Linked DNA regions of Zea mays: region 1 is linked to region 2. Evidence: chromatin contacts called from public Hi-C data. All regions are on one chromosome and are shown on one strand. The core of a region is the stretch at or near the end of the contact, and the rest is flanking DNA. Distances in the headings are between cores, read along the strand shown.

Region 1 (3,415 bases), core at 177-2,676, 210 kb after region 2:
TCTCATCCTTGGTCAGCCGCACATCGCAGTACAGTATCGTATCCGGCGAGCTAGCGAGCAGCGCAAATTGATAAGCGTATTCGCTTGAATCAGGGAATAACCCGGAGAATCCACCCTTGGCTACGATTGCTGGAGCCTTGCCTGAAAAAAAGATATAATGGGCATATTCTTTTTTAGCCTAGAGGATTGCCTGGAATCCATCCAAGAAGTAGAATGAGACTTGCTAAAATTCAGGTGCCTGAATTTTAGTTTTCTTTGAGACGTTGGTTATTGCATATACTTTATATTAAAACTATAGTTTTAGTTTGTTGCAATTTTTGTACGCACAATTTGCAAATTCAGTCCCGAGAATAAAATTCCCGTTGAACAAAAACACAAATCCGATAAATTTTGATTTATGTTGACACAAAAACAATTAAGAATCTACAATTGTTTCTATAGTCAGACAAGGACAAAAAATTGGTATGTCATAATAGAAAATAAATAAAAAATCACAAAATGAATAAATAAAAAATTTGATATGGCGTAATTTGTGTTGCTTGAAATCGTCTTAAAATCCAGGCACCTGAAGTATAGGAGAAGTGATACAAAATCTATAAAGGTGTACAGGCTACAGGATCATGTGTCATTTCTTCATCTGGAAAAACCACCAGCAGGTCCCAAGTAATAACGGCATGAACATCAGCTGAAACGGCCGCTAATCGACCAGAAAAGAAGGCGAAAAACATCTTGGTCGGCCCAAACCATCCCCTGACCTAAAATCCGAAATCCGCAGCTGAATGCTGGAATTCCGGCAATGCTAGAGTGCACGATAGACAGAACGAACGGGGCATTGTTACTAATTAGCTCTATCCACCATTATGGTTGCACATTTGTATGGACTTGCTGCTGGTTTCCTAGCTGCAATGGTCTATTTTGGAGATAAGAACGACATCATATTTTCATATGCGTATGCGTATATTCCAAAAAAAATGTAAAGAGAGAAGAGGAGCATAGAGGCTTCACCGCTCAATGTCTTCCAGGACGAGGCCTTCTGCGCGGCGGCGACGCCCAGCCACAGCAGCAGGAGCGACGCGAGAGCGGAGCAGGCACGGCCGCTCCTCATTGCCTCCGGCAGAGGGCTCAGCGCAAGCGGCCAGCTCCGGAAGCAGCGCGCTCTGGAGTCTGGACCGACAATGCCGCCCCCACCCGAGGCCGAGAAGGTAGCTAGGCAGCACCGCAGCAGTGATGGAGAGATCGCCGAGTCGCCGCACCGGCTTCGTGGTCGTATTTAAAGCTATGGACACCAAAGACGATGGAGCGCAGGGACGGTGAGGGGAACTGGGGAAGTAGTGGTGTCTGGTGATGAGCTGCGTTGGAAGCTGGAAGAGAGGTCGAGGAGGGAAGGGGAGAAACCAGAAACCAGGCAGGCACTGAACATACAGCAGAGGAAGGTGGTGGGTGGGGTACTCGTGGGGACTAGGGAGTAGTGGTGGTCAAATAATGACACAGCTGCCTCCATTGATGCCGCCACGACTGTTTGCTCGTTATTAGGGCTTGGGGGTACTACTGCCATGTCATTTCTTCCTACCACGATCCCAGTATGTTTAAAAGTGCTATATGCTGGCCATAAGAGACATGACGCAAAGCGTTAAGTTGTTTATGTGGCTTGCTCACTGTAGCATTCTACCGTGTTTCTGGTTTTACAATATTATACTTTACAATTGTCATGTTAATATCGTAGTTTTGGCAGCTTCAAAAATACCATGGTTTTAAGTAACATTATATGGATACAATATTGTAAACCATACTATTAAGCAAAAGCTAGCCATGTCATAAAAACTTTAGGTGGAAGCAGAGTTTCAATACTCCAAAAACACTATGGTATCTAGAATACCATAGTTTTAAAAACATAGTTTTTAGTATTGCAACCAAACACCCTATGATATAAAATATTGTGGTATTACTAAAAATCATAGTATTGTCTAGAAACTGTAAAAATATTTCACTCCCAAACAGTCCGTAACTAAACATATTACACTCCGATAATAAAAGGCTGAGAAAGGACGCAGTACATGGGTCTTGTATTTTTGTGAGAAAGATGATGCTACTGGTGGGGACGCTATTCCGTTCCCTTCGTTTCTTCAACCATACTCGGTACACATGGGGCATGTTTGCTTCGGCCTATGGCCATCAAAATCAGCTTCTATCTACTAAACGTATTTCATTTCTCACTGCGTTTATGTGAAAATTATCTAAATCAATGTGAACATAGAATCTGTCGCTTCTTAAATCCTAAATCATATATGCCCTTTTATTTTTCTCCGTAGGTAAGACCCGTGATATCCAGATTCTCATAACAGTTAGATTAATCTAGATTCTTAGAAAACCTGTCTAGATAAAAAAACAATTGTGACAAACATATTCTCTTCGGTATACTATTAGTTATCGTTTTAGACAATATTTGAGTCAAAGTTATAATTTTTTTGACTATAAATAACTATTTTATTATTTAGTTTTGAAACCTAATGTGTAAATGCAAGGTTTTGTCTTAACAAGTACTTTTATAAAAAATATAAATACATTAAGAGTTTATTTATATTAAAAATCATCAATCAAATTTATATTTTAGAGACTGTTCTAAACGACAACTAATAAGAAATCAGCGGGAGTATCAATAGAGCGCTATGCCTGCGTGGAAGTGAACTATGACCTACGTATTATGGATGGAGGAGTCCTCGAGCGAGTTCAGACCATTGCACAAAATGTCACGGTAGTACAGCTGGGCACAGCAGCATAGATGTTTGTGCACGCAGTCCTCGAGCGAGTCAGGTCGTCACGGCCTCACGGGAATGGAACGCGCTAACGAAATCATTAGCTTCCGCTGTTCCGGATTCCGGTGGTGGTGCGCGAGACCGACATGGACAACATATACTAGTTATTATGTCTTCCTTTTACGGACGAAGTGAGTCAGTATCTACCTGATCGTGCCGGTCGGTGTCCTTTTTCTGTTTTTGATTGGACGCCATGTGACATGTTGTGAGGCGTCTTCCCACCCAAAACTTTTACGGACCAAGTGGGGTCTGTGAGACTGTGTGAAGGTAGGTTTGAGAGTTTAGACAGTGTTTGCTTTACAACATACTCCCGTCGTCCAGAAGGAATGCAAACGGTATAAACAAGAATCTGGCTATGTTCTTCAGCACTAGTAGGGATGGTAATGGGCACGTACTCATCGAATAGTACCATTCTATACTCGTACTTATAAAAAAACTCTATCCATCGGATTACCCATTGTCGGCGTTTCGAGACAGGGGGGTCCCTAAGCCGACGAGTGAATGTGCTGCGTGCCCCAGCCCAGACGGGTCGAGCGCGTGGGCGAGCGCGAAGGGGGGAGAGGCGAGGTGGCCGGAGTCGAGCGTGAGAGAGGTGGAAGTCC
Region 2 (3,216 bases), core at 159-2,658:
ACTTGAAGGAACATGAGGGGCCTGAAGGCTGCTCACTGGATAACATCTGATGAACGCCTTCGCTGCTCGCCCCAGATCTGCTGCTGCTACAGTCGGCACTAAGAACCCAAGAGCTGTGAAGCAATTGGGTCTGCTCTTATCCTTACACTCCAGCATACCAAGTTGGTAAATTCAACAGGTGGAGTGCGAGAAACTTCGCTTCCTTGGCCGCCCACTATCTCAATTCTCATCAGGCACCTGCAGAAAGAAACCAAGGTACATATTATTTCATGTCCACACAACCAAACCAGCTGTTCTTTGGGAATATAATGGCATGATTTTATGCTGATCGATGCAGCAAGAGAGAGATAGATGCAGAGAGGAGAGGACAAGAGCGGAGGGAGCTGCCCTCGAAGTAGCACAAAAGCACATAAAATATCATCCCGGGGCAAGGTGGTGAACGGGCTAGTCTTGGAGCAGATTAAGGGGAAGTCTACACGGATCATGCAACTCTTGCAAAGGATTCGCAGAAAGGGAACAGCAGGAAGAAGACATGAACAGTTGCCAAGCACTGGAGGGTAGCTTGTATGGTAGTGCTTTCTTGATGGGGAAATAAATAGCAAAAGAAGAAAAGAGTAAAGGGAGCTTATTAACTAGAGATATGGCGAGAAACCAATAAAAAGTAAGGATTTTCTGTTGCTTCATCACTGGCCTAATCGGGGATTTATGTGGCTTGGATATGGACGACGAGGCATGGGAGGACGTACAGGAAGGAGTTCGAGAACGGGGGCCTAATCCGTACCAAATCTGGAAAAGGCAGATGCAGGGATCGGGAAACTTTGCCGGTAGCCAAGAACAACACAAGCAAGCACGAAAAGCAGCGGAGATCTAGCGCTCAGTCACAAGCAGTGAGAGAAGCACGCGAGAAATCCCAACTCCGCCTGAAGAGATCCATTCCGCAGACGCCAATCTTCCAGTTCCAGCGATGAGTCTCGTAAGGGGAAGCGACGCGCAAGAGCAGGGAAAAATCCAACAGAGCGGATTCAAGTCAAGCAAATCGAGAACCGCCTACGAAGTCACCGCACGTACTAACTCGGAGAACTCCGGCAGTTCTCTTACCTTTTCTTCACAGCCGCTCACCGAGCGGCGCCCGCGCGCGCGGGAGTGAGCATCCTGCCTGTAGATCCACGCAGCGAACAGGCGGGGAGGAGGGCGAGGGGCTCGGAGCTCTATGGTGGTGGTGGCTTCGATTTCTGGGGGCTGAAGCAGACGGAGAAGGGAGAAGAGAACAGGAGACGGGGGAGGGGAAGCGAGGCAAGGAAAAAGGGAAGAAATGTTTTTTTTTTGGCTTGCTATGTATTCCACCACCACTTTCTCTCTCTCGGCACCACGCTGTCTGTGTGCGAATAGCCGAATACTCTACTCGCTCGGTGGCAAGATAGATAACGCATTAGACGACGCATTATATTATATTTGATCATTTATTTTAGGGCCTATTTATTTAAGACTATAATCTATCCAAGTTTTAAATAAATTAGATTATATAATCTGATCATATCATATTATAATCCTACACAAACAAACAAACAGACTCTTAATCGGTTTTCTATAAATAATAAAGTAAATAAATCGTTATTAAAATATATCTAATAATAAATAATTAATATTTATATAACAATTTTAAAAAGGATGAACTATGTGTCTAAACGTTATAAAAAATATTGAGACAGAGAGTACTCCGAAATTGCTGCAGAAAAAAAAAAGATTAGAAGAGAGAAGGAAACGCCAACCACTCACACATAAAAGGCATCTGGTTCTCCACCAAGCCAAGCCAAAGGCGGGGCTGGCTAGCTGGCTGTACTCACTCGGTCACGCCTTGTGTTTCCAATTTATTCTGAAATATTTATAATTTATTTTAAAGCAAGTATATTTCTAGATATAAGACGATCTAGCTAGTTTTTTATATTTCTTATTTCTAAAGTGAATGGTTTTTTATAATTCTTTATTGAAACTTTAAAAGTGTATTTATTTTAGAACGGAACGAATACTGTTAGCTGCAGCCGTTCAAGAGGTGTATTTGCTTTTGAAGCGAGGAAAAAGAGGAGGCTCAGACTCATAGAGAGAGAAAGGGGAGCGCTGACGCAAGAAAATATGTGGGTTTTTTGTCGTATTCTACATTAACTATATTTATTTATATTTCGATCGTATTGAGTGCTCTTTCTCTCTCTTACCTTCTCTCTGTTGTCATCGATGGCCTTGTCTATATTTTCCACGCAACAATCGCTCTTCGCGAGGGTATATTTGGCCATTTCGAAAATTCTATTTTAAACCAACCACCACTATTCGATTTTGTTTTTTTACTACGAAATTAAGGGTCAAGATCCTTACAACGGAACTATTGATACTGCATAAATTTGCCATCTATCTGGCTTTAACGGGATTTTACACATTTTAGAAGTAATGAAAAAATGTTTCACTCCTTAAAATTTAATAACTATTTCATTAAACTAAAAAATACTAAACTAATGCCAAAGTTTTATATAAAATATAACACATCTTCTAGTTTTAATATAGAAATATAATGCAACGCTAGGACCTAGTTTTTGCCATCGAAAAAAATACAAGATGGCCTTAGAAATCACAAGTTGATAGTTCAATGCTAAGGACCCATAGTTTTAAAATTATGTAGCAAAAAATAAACTCGAACCAAAACTTCTCTTTTACTTTTAATACACTAAAGTGGTTGCTATTTATAATTGTGTAATCACTCCTCATGTTTATGGTTTTATAATGGACATAACTCTTTGTATAGACATTGAGGTACAGAGACACTTAGATGGAAGAGACCCGCTAATATGTCCATAATACCCACAACAATATGACATCAAGCTATTCCTCACTAAAGGACAAAACCTTATGCACTCCATGTAGGATTTGCAACTTGTACTTTTCTAGACAGTCCCTAAGGATCAGACCCATATCCAGAAAATATATTATAGAAAAGAGTTACATCCATGTTTACGATCGAAACCTCAGATGAAGCAAAATAATTTGAGTTCGTGTTTCCTAGTTAAATCCCTGTATAGTAATTGTTGTAGACTAGGCCGAGATAAAAAAAGTTCTGTTATAAGGATAGTTCTTTGACTCCTCATGAAGAATTCCCTCACTAGGAAACAATGATGGGCAAAAATTACCCCCATAAAGAACTAAATAGGGATAAAATTTGACTTGTTGGGC

What was found. Hi-C and Micro-C count contacts between places; a contact is called where the count stands out from the background.
Region 1: a contact with region 2 is called in a Hi-C map of tassel, with 2.7 times the contacts expected there. The contact joins the promoter of LOC100382543 here to the promoter of LOC103641749 in region 2. A contact is called at or near these places in 3 of 25 Hi-C or Micro-C datasets (ear, leaf and tassel) and 1 of 3 datasets of contacts at active chromatin or transcription factors (leaf).

What each region holds. Positions count from the first base shown.
Region 1 is chr10:127,301,389-127,304,803 of Zm-B73-REFERENCE-NAM-5.0, forward strand. It overlaps LOC100382543, which reads right to left and starts at 1,427. Exons shown (of 9, transcript NM_001175277.1): 1 at 1,006-1,427; 2 at 1-141. The coding sequence starts at 1,105.
Region 2 is chr10:127,088,546-127,091,761 of Zm-B73-REFERENCE-NAM-5.0, forward strand. LOC103641749 (hapless 8) reads right to left here and starts at 1,409. Exons shown (of 4, transcript XM_008665080.3): 1 at 1,099-1,409; 2 at 1-237. The coding sequence starts at 46.